2 separate regions of the Astyanax mexicanus genome follow, and region 2 is linked to region 1. The links are chromatin contacts, called in public Hi-C maps. All regions are on one chromosome and are shown on one strand. Each heading gives the region's core, a stretch centred on a gene start, on an enhancer-like site or on the middle of the called end of the contact. The rest is flanking DNA. Distances are from core to core; before and after follow the strand shown. Region 1 overlaps rreb1a (ras responsive element binding protein 1a). Region 2 holds the start of f13a1a.1 (coagulation factor XIII, A1 polypeptide a, tandem duplicate 1).

Region 1 (5,857 bases), core at 1,194-3,693:
CTCTCTTAAAGGGGCAGTTACTTTCTCATCCAAATTATGGGACATGTTCAAATAGTTTGATCTTTTTAATGAAAATGTTTTAAAAAATAGTGGAAAAAATAGTGGTAATGTAACCACTTAAAATAGCACCCTTACATCAAAGTTTTCATCATTAAATCTAGTTTGATATATTGTTTCTCAAAGTTCTGATTAAACAACTACGCTGTGACACAAAAGCACATAATACTGATACTGACTCAGAAACACAGGGATCTGTACAGAAGTACAGGAGTTTGTGTTGTCAGGCTGCTGTTGCAGAGCCTGATGCATGAGGAAGTTGTCTATGTTACTGGCAGGGAGGCAGCCATTTTGTGCCAAAGCATCACATGGAAGGGGGTAGGGAGGAGGGAGTCGCCGTTGCCTTGGAGAGAGAGGATCACAACTCTGCAGAGGAGAGAGGGGTGCAGGGCCGCGAGCTGATTGGCTGCTTTTATTTGCTTTAACTCCTCCGGCATTGGTTACACTGTTCAACGGCCACAGGGTAGTGCTTGAGTAGAGAGTGCCCTTGGTGTGACATTGCATTGAGAACTTTCTGACACGACAGCGCCCCCTGCCTCTGCTGTGAGGCACTGTGCTGTGCTGGAATGTCTGTCCTGGGTTAGATGGAACAGGGCCTGTTAAAGCATCAACAGGTTTTATGGTCCTTTACAGATTAGCTAGCTGGCTCTGGAAAAAAAAAAAGAAAAAAAAAACCTCTAAATAAACACTCCTGACCCAAGGACAGGAAGCAGGTCTTCTGCAGCAGGTCATAAAAATGAAATGGATTTATCTGAGTGTTTAATCTTTGGGAGTTCATCCCAGGAGGAGGAAAGGAACGGTTGGTAATAAGACAGTTCAAGTGGCAGCTTTATTATCAAGCTTTATTGAGGCCATATAAAAAAAACTTTTATTGGGTTTACATTGTATTATATATGTGTGTGTATATGTGTGTGAATGTATATATTAAGAAGGTTGCAGTCATCTGTATTAATCTATAGGGCTATAAGGTGATCCCCATCCATTCACGCTTTGCTGACTTGGCAGTGCCTTAGTAAGTTTGCTGCGATTGGTCAGACCCGAGGTCAGAGTCCAGAGCTCAGAGCCCAGAGCAGCGAAATAGTCAGGTCCCCACATGGGCGGCCAGTTTACTGCCTGCTATTAATAAACCACTGACTGAAAGCTGAAACCCTGAGGACCAGAGTTTGGCTGACCTTTTTTCACACTCTCAGACAGAGACACTCTCACATGAGCGTTACAAAAGCACAGCTTCCAAAAGACAAAGTCTTCAGGCTGCAGGGATGCACAAACCCATCCTGATTTTGGTTGATCGTTTCTGTGTCAGTGGAAAAAACACACACTCTTATCAGAGCAAACCTGTTGCATAAGAGTTCTGTAAGCTTTGATCCTTTGCCCAGGTTGGCTTAGCTGGTTTAAAGCCTTTTCACCTCTCGCTGGTGAAAAGTGGAGCGTGGGAGACAGACATACATGCATGCAGGTAGTGAGGAGAAGAAGAAGAAGAAAGGAGAAATGCATAGCAGTGGTTTTATACAGACACTTTTGGAATAAACTACCCTACCCTTATGTTAAACCCCACAGTGCACATTTCTAAACTCTGTTACCCTCCACTTCCTGACTACCAAGATGCAAAAGGATCCAAGAGGACTTGCCTCCAGCCCTCTTCACGCAACATTGCCCGTCCCTTTTGCGCTGTTTTTCTTGAGGCTGGTCCCCTAGCCCTAGACTCCAGTCCATGTAAGGGCAAACGCAGACTCCAGGATAATTGCAGGGGTTTCAGTCCATTAGTGCCTTTCCTCATCCTGCATTTTCCATCAGGAAGCATGGAGACGGGATGCAGAAAGATTCCTCTCTCCACTAACGTTCAGAGATAATCCATCCTTTAATTATTCCAGCATTCCAAGCTTTCCAGACTTAATAACCCACCCAGGGGTTCAGTTAACTGATTTGCAAAGTGGAGAACCACTGCTTTGAATGGAAGCCACATTGGTGTTGTTTGTAGACTGCTCATTTTTAGTCTCATTTTTAGTGTTTTTATTAGTTGAAACTATAATTAAGTCCATAATAAAGTATTCATTTGTGTCGGAGGAGGTACTAGTGTGTTAGTCTTTATCCTCCTGGTGTTGTGGCATCACTAGTGATAGGGGGAGTCCTGAACCCACCTAAGTGGGTTGAGTTTATTGGGTGTATAAATTGGAGAGAAAATAGGAAAAATGAAATCAAAAAGTAGCTTATAAAGTTATCAGCTGAACTGATCAACCTGTTCTGTCCTTAAACACTTAAATTGAAGTCTGTCCATCTTTACCTATCTACAGGCACATGAAGATCCACGATAAAGACCCAGCCATCCCCGTTCCTACCAGCCCTCCATCACCAATGAAACGGAGACGCTCCTCCACAGCCAAGAGGAAGCTCAGCCATGATGATGAAGTAGATCGAACTGATGAGCCTCCCAGCAAAAAGGTCAGACTACTAGGTCTCAATCAAGTGATCATAGTTTTACTCATCAATAGTTTGTTCCTTGGTGCTGGAAAACTTATCAGGAATCATTCGTGTACTGTAGGGTCACTTAAGATAAGGACAAATTACCCTTGTCTTGGAATTTAATTGTACATAATAAGTGCAAAATAACCAGAGTGAGAAACAGCTTCATTCCTATAACTTTTCATGTTAGTGATTTCTATTCATAATCATCCATGTAACTTGCTGTTACTTCCCTACTCCTTCACATTATGTGTATTTATCTTATCTATTTTCTTATTGCATTTTTTATTTTATTTTATTTTGTCTTTATATTTATCTATTTAAAAATTGCTCTTTAGGTGTAAACTGGACCATGAGAATTCAATTTCGTTCCACCTCATGTACCACATGTGATGTAAAATTACTATAAATTCTCCTTGAATACTTAAATTATTTTATTATTTTGATATGATCTTGTGTGAACTAGTTTTAAATATATAGATACTTCCAATATATTACCCAGCCCTAGATTGCAGTACAGTTACATTGCTTTATATTTACTACAGTATATTTAACAGGAAATTCCTTCCATTCTCGTGTTCCCAAAGTTTAATATTTGTACCCAAAGGAAGCCAGAGAGGTATAAGGTCTTCTATATGTGTGTGTCTGACAGCTTCTTTCTGTTACAGGTTGCAGAGGATAATGGAGTGGATGAGCCGGCACCTACTAAAGTGCAGGAGGAACCGCTACCATGCCCTATCTGCTTTAAAACCCTCAGCTCTAAACATGACCTGGAGGTCCATATGGAAAGCCATCCTGATGCTACTCTCAGGTACAAAAAAAACACATGAAACACTGTGGACTTTTCCACTTAAAAATAATTCAGTCCATTTAGAGTACACGTATAAATGCCACATACAAAAAGCCTGCAAAGCATAATGATATGATAATGAGCAACAATAAAAATCCAGTGGCAGCTCCCCCAGTTGCTAGGTAGGACAGTTAGACATGGTAGTCGTCCACTGTTGTAGAGCAGGACTGTTGACTCTTTGTTTGACGTGGGAGCTGTGTTGCTGGGACACACGAGAGGCTGGGCTTTGGGCTGGACCGCTGCAGTTGCTGGGAGATTATAGTGGCATTCTTTGTGCTGAAACAGTCATAATTTAACACATCCGAGCACAGAGGGGCTGGAGAGACCCCCTCTCGCTGGTATACCAATTAATCTGCTTTTGTTACGCGACAGTCGACGGGCGCAAAGTTTTAGGTTTTACAGTTTAAAAGTATTTGGGATATAAAAAATAAAAAAAAAATTCTCACATTTAACATTGCTCTTGTATAACTGTTATTATTTACTTTTAGGATAATACAAATATCCAGAAACAGTTTAGCGCTCTTCTTTTTAAAGAATAAAAAAGTTACATAATAAATTAGTTAATTCAGAGGGAATGGAGAGTCCCTCTCTCTTTGTTATAGTAATTCATTTGCTTTTGTTTTTGGACGGTTAGTTTTAAAGTCGAAATGTCTTTGGGATATACATATATTACAGTATGAGTATGCAGCTCTGAAAAAAAAGAGACCACTTAAAAAATGATGAGTTTCTTTGATTTTACCAAATTGAAAACCTCTGGAATATAATCAAGAGGAAGATGGATGATCACAAGCCATCAATCCAAGCTGAACTGCTTGAATTTTTGCACCAGGAGCGGCATAAAGTTATCCAAAAGCAGTGTGTAAGACTGGTGGAGGAGAACATTCCAAGATGCATGAAAACTGTGATTTAAACCAGGGTTATTCCACCAAATATTGATTTCTGTACTCTTAAAACGTAATGGATATGAACTTGTTTTCTTTGCATTATTTGAGGTCTGAAAGCTTTGCATATTTTTTGTTTTTTCAGCCATTTTTCATTTTCTGCAAATAAATGCTCTAAATGACAATATTTTTTTATTTGGAATTTGGGAGAAATGTTGTTAATAGTTTATAGAATAAAATAACAATGTTTATTTTACTCAAACATATACCTATAATTAGCAAAATCAGAGAAACTAATTCAGAAACTGAAGTGGTCACTTATTAGTTTTTTTCCAGAGCTGTTTATGATCTGTATAAGTACTTTACAGTTTGAAACGTCCACAGGCTATTTTTATTATTATTTATTTGTTGGCATTGCACTTGTATAGCAGTAATAATGCACTTTTACAGAAATAGACAGTTAGAGCTCTCCTTCTATTCAAAAATGGAAATAAATAAATTGAAAGTAAAAAGAAGAAAATGAGAAAAAACAATCAAAGATATTCATACAGCAAGAGTGTGATCAGTGAAGACCAACAAAACAAAAAAATATAGGACATTTTAATGTAAGAGAGAACCAAATTGTATTTGCTGAACTTTTTTGCCCAAACTTTTTGTTGTCAATGTTTTTTTTTTTTTTTTTTTTACTTAAGGAGGAGTTGTTGGTTGTTTTCAATAAGATAAGTCTATCAAAAAGAGAGCGCACTAGAACTAGCTAACTTTAAAGAACACCTGATACGAACAGTTTATGCGATCATGCATCCAAAGGCCCCCCAGGGTCCCCCCACGTTTGGATGGTAACTGGTCATACCTGGGTGATTTATAATGGTGTTTGTCTGCAAGCTCTTTAAAACCTAGTCTCTCTCAGGCATGAGAAGTTAAACGGATTCGGCCCCTCCCCCGATTTGGCCCCTGGGCTCTGAAGTAGGGAGTAGCATGGAGAAAAGAGGGAGGAAATCAAGGAGGAAAAGCGGAGGGAGGGGGGAGAGTACCACAGAGCGTGGAGGCCTGTGTGTGTGTGTGTGTGTGTGTGTGTGTTGAGGGGATTTAATGAGTCACAGAAGGAGGCTTCAGGACGCAGTCTGCTGGACCTCTCTGTTGGGGGGTGGGGGTGCAGTATCCTTGGAGACATCACAGTCTGCTGCCCTGAAACTACTCATGCAATGGCCAACTTGTCCGACTGGAGTTAATGGGTAATGGGTAGCTGCACAGAACTGGCTTGTGCTGCAGTGAGTTAGTGGTGCTTGGCCTCTTGGGTTTGGAGAGACGGTGCCGTTACTGTTGTATAGAAGCACAGCAAATTTAGCGCTAATCCCGAGTAATCGCGGGAGCTAAGAGTGCTAGTTAAGAGGATCTCGGCTGCTATGAATCGAGTTCCACTGTGCAGAGTTCCTAATGCAGTGTGATGCAGAGCAGAGGAGCAAACAAGCCTACTGATAAATAAATACGGGGATACTCAGCTCACGTGACGTAGACGCGTTATCTGTTCCACGCAAACGCTTACCAAGACCGCGTCACTCCCTGTTTCACACTGCTGCACACCCTCCCCACCCATATGCACATGCAGGAG
Region 2 (5,857 bases), core at 1,035-3,534, 81 kb before region 1:
ATATCATTGAGTTAAGTTACTTTAATTACTAAATTTCAGTAATTCAGTTCAAAAAGCGAAACTCATATATTATATAGATGTATTACACATAGAGTGATCCATTTTAAGTGATTATTTTTTATATAGTTGATATAGTTGGTGATTAGAAAATTAGAATATTATATAAGACCAATTTGAACTTTTGGCAGTGTGGGCAGTGAGGCAATCCTGCTGGAAAATGAAATCCATAAAAAATCTCCATAAAAGTTGTCAGCAGAGTGAAGCATTTGTTTATATTCAACACTGTGTTTAAATTCAGTTTGATACATTTCCTGCATATTTAGTTCAGCTTATCTGTTCATTTCCAGGTTTAAAAGCAAGTAAATCAAAACAATGTGCTAGACTTGATGACGGCAGTATATTAATCTTTGCCACCTGCCTTCACCTAATTATGCAGGTCTGGAGGTGAATTACTAGTGTTCCAGAAGGAAATATTAAGATGTCTGTGAATTTGATAGCTCTGATTAACATGTCAGTATGTGACAGGAGCAACAAAATGGCAAAATCTCCGAAAACTCCTTTAGAGCCAAAGGTGTGTGTGTGTCCATATCCTCCCTCTAACATTCTACCTGCTGTTCTTCCAGACCCACTACAGGACATAGGTTTTACTCTCCTCAGCCCGTGTGCTCAGCTGTGGACAGAGCCAATTAAACCGAGACTGATCGTCCCTCTGAGTGAGTGTCCTGCCTTTCAGTCAGATCTGCTCACACATGACTGTAGTATTAGATGTAGAAATAGTTGTAGTAAAATAGTCAGTAGATAGTAGTATCAGTAGATAAGGTGGTAGTAGCAGCAGTAGGTGAAGTAGTATTCTAACCGCCAGCAGCGTATAGCAATACGCTATAGTTAGAGCACACCTGGCTCTTAAATGAAATAGCAAGTGACATGCTAATTGGTTTGTTTCTCATTATGCCCAACACAAACTCATAATTAATTAAAATAATTACTACATGCCTTTTGTGTTTCGAGACATGCAAGGCATGCTTTTCCTGTCGTTACGATAGCAAAGATACACTGACACGCTCATAATCAAGCTGTTGATGGCTTGCCTAAAGATCACTTAAATTTGCCACTAATATTGTTAAAATGCAGCACTAAAATGGATGATATAACTCTGACAAATTTAAAGCAGAAGTTGCAGTAGCAGAAGTTGAATAAGCAGCAGTTGACGTTGCAGTAGTTGAAGTAGTAGAAGCAGTACTAGTAGTTGCAGTAGTTGAAGTTAAAGTTGCTATAGTTGAAGTAGAAGAAGAAGCAGTAGTAGAAGTTGCAGTTGCAGTAATTGAAGTTGCAATTGCAGTAGTTAAAGTTGCAGAAGTTGAAGTAGTAGAAGCAGTAATTGAAGTTGCAGTTGCAGTAATTGAAGTTGCAGTTGCAGTAGTTGAAGTTGAAATTGCAGTAGTTAAAGTTGCAGTAGTTGAATTAGTAGAAGCAGTATTTAAAGTTGCAATTGCAGTAGTTAAAGTTGCAGTAGTTGAATTAGTAGAAGCAGTATTTAAAGTTGCAATTGCAGTAGTTAAAGTTGCAGTAGTTGAATTAGTAGAAGCAGTATTTAAAGTTGCAATTGCAGTAGTTAAAGTTGCAGTAGTTGAATTAGTAGAAGCAGTATTTAAAGTTGCAATTGCAGTAGTTAAAGTTGCAGCAGTTGAATTAGTAGAAGCAGTATTTAAAGTTGCAATTGCAGTAGTTAAAGTTGCAGTAGTTGAATTAGTAGAAGCAGTATTTAAAGTTGCAATTGCAGTAGTTAAAGTTGCAGCAGTTGAAGTAGTAGAAGCAGTATTTAAAGTTGCATTTGCAGTAGTTAAAGTAGTAGTTGCAGTAGTTGAAGTAGTAGAAATAGTTGTTGAAGGAGCAGAAGCAGAAGTTGAAGAAGTAGAAATAGTAGTTGAAGAAGCACAAGCAGTTGTAGTAATATCAGCAGTTAAAATAGTAGAAACAGTAGTTGTAACAGCAGCAGTATTTGTGGAAGCAGCAGTTGAAGTAGTAGAAGCAGAAACTGAAAATGTAGAATGGAAAATGTCGCAGCAGTAATATCAGTAGTAGTAGTTGAGCAAAATTGAGTATAAAATTAGTAATTCCAGAATTAAGCAGAGTTTGAGTTTGTAAAATTAATGTTATGTGACCTCTAGGGCAATCCGTTGATGAGCTTTACCTGTCTGTGGATGTAACTCTTGATGGAATTCCCACATTGCATCTTGATGAGCCGCTCTGCCAACCCAACTTCCCTCGCTACATCAACTGTGGCAGCAGAAAAGGAGGTAAGACTGAGGAACACAACATGACTGAGTTAACATTGATGGGTGGATGGGAGAATAAATGTGTGAATGTATAGATGGATACATGGATGGATGATTTGGATGTATGCATGTCTGAATGTATACAGTTAGGCCCATAAATATTTGGACAGTAACTCAGTCTTAATGAGTTGGGCTCTGCATGCCACCACACTGATTTAAAATGACATAACTGAGATGCAACTGAAACATAGGCTTTTAGGGATTGAACAAAAAATATCATATTAAGCGTTTAGTAATTACAATAATTTCTCTATAAAGCCTCCTCATTTCAGGAGCTCAAAAGTAATTAGACAAATTAACTTTACCATGAATTAAATGTTAATTTTTAATACTTTGTTGAAAAATCATTTGCAGGCAATGACTGCCTGACGTCTGAAACCTATAGACATCAAACACTGGGTTTTCTCCTTTATATTGCTTTTCCAGGCCTTTACTACTGTCTTCAGTTATTGCTGTTTTGTAGGTGCTTCTACCTTTAGTTTTGTCTTAATTGTGAAAAAAGCAGCTTAATTAGGTTTAGATTTGGTGACTGACTTGGCCACTGCAGAATATTTCACTTCTTTGTCTTTTAAAACTCCTGGATTGCTTTTGCAGGATGTTTTGGGTCAGTGTCCATCTGTACTGTCAAGCTCAGTCCAATCAACCTTGCTGCATTTGGTTAAATCTGAGCAGAAATAAATTCCTGTACATTTCAGAAGTTACCCTTCTGCTTCTGTCTCCTCTCACATCATCAGTTAACACTAGTGACCCAGTGCCATTGGAAGCTAATATGCTGCCACATCTGGAATCAGCTCCAGGTCATTTACCTGCTTAACTAATGATGCATTAAAGAGACAATAGCCCATGATACCCATAAAATAGCTTTTGAGATCATTTTTCTGATTACTTTTAAGCTGCTGAAATGAGGAGGCTTTGTAGATAAATGGTTGTAAAACGATTTCTAAACGCTATATAAGATATTTTTGTTTAGCCCCTTGAATTACACCTGAAATTCTACACTTTATTTGCATCTCATTCGTTTAATTTCAAATCCACTCTGAAGGGATGCAGAGCCCAAACCATGAAGATTATATCACTGTCCAAATATTTATGGGCCTAACTGTATATGTATATAAATATATATATTTGAATGACTGGGTGGGCGGATGGGTGAATGGATACATGTATTAATGGATTGGTGAGCAAACCAGAACAGCAGAATTTCCAAAATTTAAAATAAGAATATGAATAATCAGGATGTTTGTTTAGGATGGGTTATGCTGAAGTAGTAAATAATCTGATTGGTGTTGTGACTTTTTCAGAACTGATCAATGTGGACGGAACTTTGGATAAACTGCCACCCCACCTAACGGTCTGTTGTCAAGATCACAGAAAACCACATACATACTGTAATTCAGTCTATTAAGTCTTACATATCTCTTTCTTCTTACAGGGTCAGTACAACCTGATATTCAGTGCAATAAATCAAAACGGCTTCCAAATTGCCTGCGTGAATTCCACTATTGAGCTCCTGTGATCAGAATGAAAAAAGAAAACGTGAGAATTCTTCAAATCCACATGTGAAATAATTCCTCTGTATTAAATTAAACATAAAAGACATGAATTAAAAAAATATGTCTATGCCTATTAAGTGTAAGTGTATAAATGTTTATTGTGGCTTTTAATTCGGTCCCTAACTATTTTTGTAATTGATAGATTAAAATAATCATGTTTTAAAAGACACATTGTTGTTCATAGGAAATGTCATTTGTTCAGTTGTGTGCAGAATTGGCTGCTTAAAATTAATTTCTAAAGTCACTTTTGGAGTACAAAAAGCACTGGTGTGTCAGCCATATCTAGATATTTGCAATAAACATCTACACCAAAAGATGGCGCCATTAAACTCTCAAAGGCTTAATTTAGTGTGTCTGCTGCCTCTGGTCCTCTGCTGCTCTTTCTCTCATTAACTGAGAAACACATCCTTTAGTATGAATTAAGACATTGCTGTGTGTAGTGTAGTATAGTAGCCAAGTTTTGTATAGTGTAATGCAGTTATATATAGTGTAGTGTATTATATGTTACTGTGTTGTAGTATAAAGTAATATAAGATAGCATGGTACAGTATAGCTTAATGTCTGTTTTGAGTAATATATATATATATTGAGTAGATTAGTACAGCATAGTGTGGAGTAATGTAGTCTAGTATAGTGTAATGCAATGCAGTCAATGATAGTGTAGTAAATATAGTGTAGTATAGGGTATTGTAGTGTAGTATATGGTACTGTAGCACAGCATGAGGCAGTATAGTATAGTATAGTGTAATGCAATGTAGTCAACTATAATATAGTAAATACAGTGTAGTATATGGTACTGTGGTGTAGTACATGGTACTGTAGTATATGGTACTGTGGTGTAGTATATGGTACTGTAGTGTAGTATATGGTACTGTAGTACAAAATGGGGCAGTGTAGTTTAGAGTAGTGTATTGCAATTTAGTCAACAATAGTATAGTAAATACAGTGTACTATATGTGGCTGTGGTGTAGTATAGGGTACTATACTGTAATATATTGTACTGTAGTACAGAATGGGGCAGTATAGTCTAGTATAGTGTAATGCAATGTAGTCCACTATAGTATAGTAAATACAGTGTAGTATATGGTACTGTAGTGTAGTATAGGGTACTGTAGTGTCTAGTATAGTGTAATGCAATGTAGTCAACTATAATATAGTAAATATAGTGTAGTACAGGGTACTGTAGTGTAATATATTGTACTATACTGTAATATATTGTACTGTACTACAGAATTCGGCAGTTTAGTCTAGTATAGTTCAATGCAATGTAGTCAAGTATAGTATAGTAAATATAGTGTAGTATATGGTACTGTAGTGTAGTATAGGGCACTGTAGTGTAATATATGGTACTGCACTGTAATATATTGTACTGTAGTGCAGAATGGGGCAGTATAGTCTAGTATAGTGTAATGCAATGTAGTCAACTATAGTACAGTATATATAGTATAGTATAAGGTACTGCAGTGTAGTATAGGGTACTGTAGTGTAGTATATGGTACTGTACTTTAATAGATTGTACTGTAGTACAGAATGGGGCAGTACAGTCTAGTATAGTGTAATGCAATGTAGTCAATTGTAGTACAGTAAATATAGTGTAGTGTATGGTACTGTAGTGTAGTATAGGGTAGTGTAGTGTAATATATGGCACTGTACTGTAATATATTGTACTGTAGTACAGAATGGGGCAGTATAGTCTAGTATAGTGTAATGCAATGTAGTCCACTATAGTATAGTAAATACAGTGTAGTATATGGTACTGTAGTGTAGTATAGGGTACTGTAGTGTCTAGTATATTGTAATGCAGTGTAGTCAACTATAGTATAGTAAATACAGTGTAGTATATGGTACTGTAGTGTAGTATAGGGTAGTGTAGTGTAATATATGGTAGTGTACTGTAATATATTGTACTGTAGTACTGAATGGGGCAGTATAGTTTAGTATAGTGTAATACAATGTAGTCAACTATAG

The links. Hi-C and Micro-C count contacts between places; a contact is called where the count stands out from the background.
Region 2: a Hi-C map of muscle shows a contact between it and region 1, with 12 times the contacts expected there. The contact joins the promoter of f13a1a.1 here to the enhancer-like site in region 1. A contact is called at or near these places in 3 of 3 Hi-C or Micro-C datasets (blood and muscle).

Annotation. Positions count from the first base shown.
Region 1 is chr6:46,582,092-46,587,948 of AstMex3_surface, reverse strand. rreb1a (ras responsive element binding protein 1a) reads left to right here. Exons shown (of 12, transcript XM_049480147.1): 6 at 2,349-2,496; 7 at 3,186-3,328. Among protein-coding and RNA genes, the nearest start is that of LOC111193315, 56 kb to the left of the region's middle. Within about 2 kb of position 2,443, the one cell type or tissue checked has an H3K27ac peak away from gene starts, as active enhancers do.
Region 2 is chr6:46,662,605-46,668,461 of AstMex3_surface, reverse strand. It overlaps f13a1a.1 (coagulation factor XIII, A1 polypeptide a, tandem duplicate 1), which reads right to left and starts at 2,284. Exons shown (of 16, transcript XM_022673400.2): 1 at 2,192-2,284. ly86 (lymphocyte antigen 86) reads left to right here. Exons shown (of 5, transcript XM_007238635.4): 2 at 624-713; 3 at 2,169-2,297; 4 at 3,638-3,687; 5 at 3,769-4,159. The coding sequence ends at 3,852. LOC111193315 (a long non-coding RNA gene) reads right to left here. Exons shown (of 3, transcript XR_007439409.1): 3 at 3,762-3,846.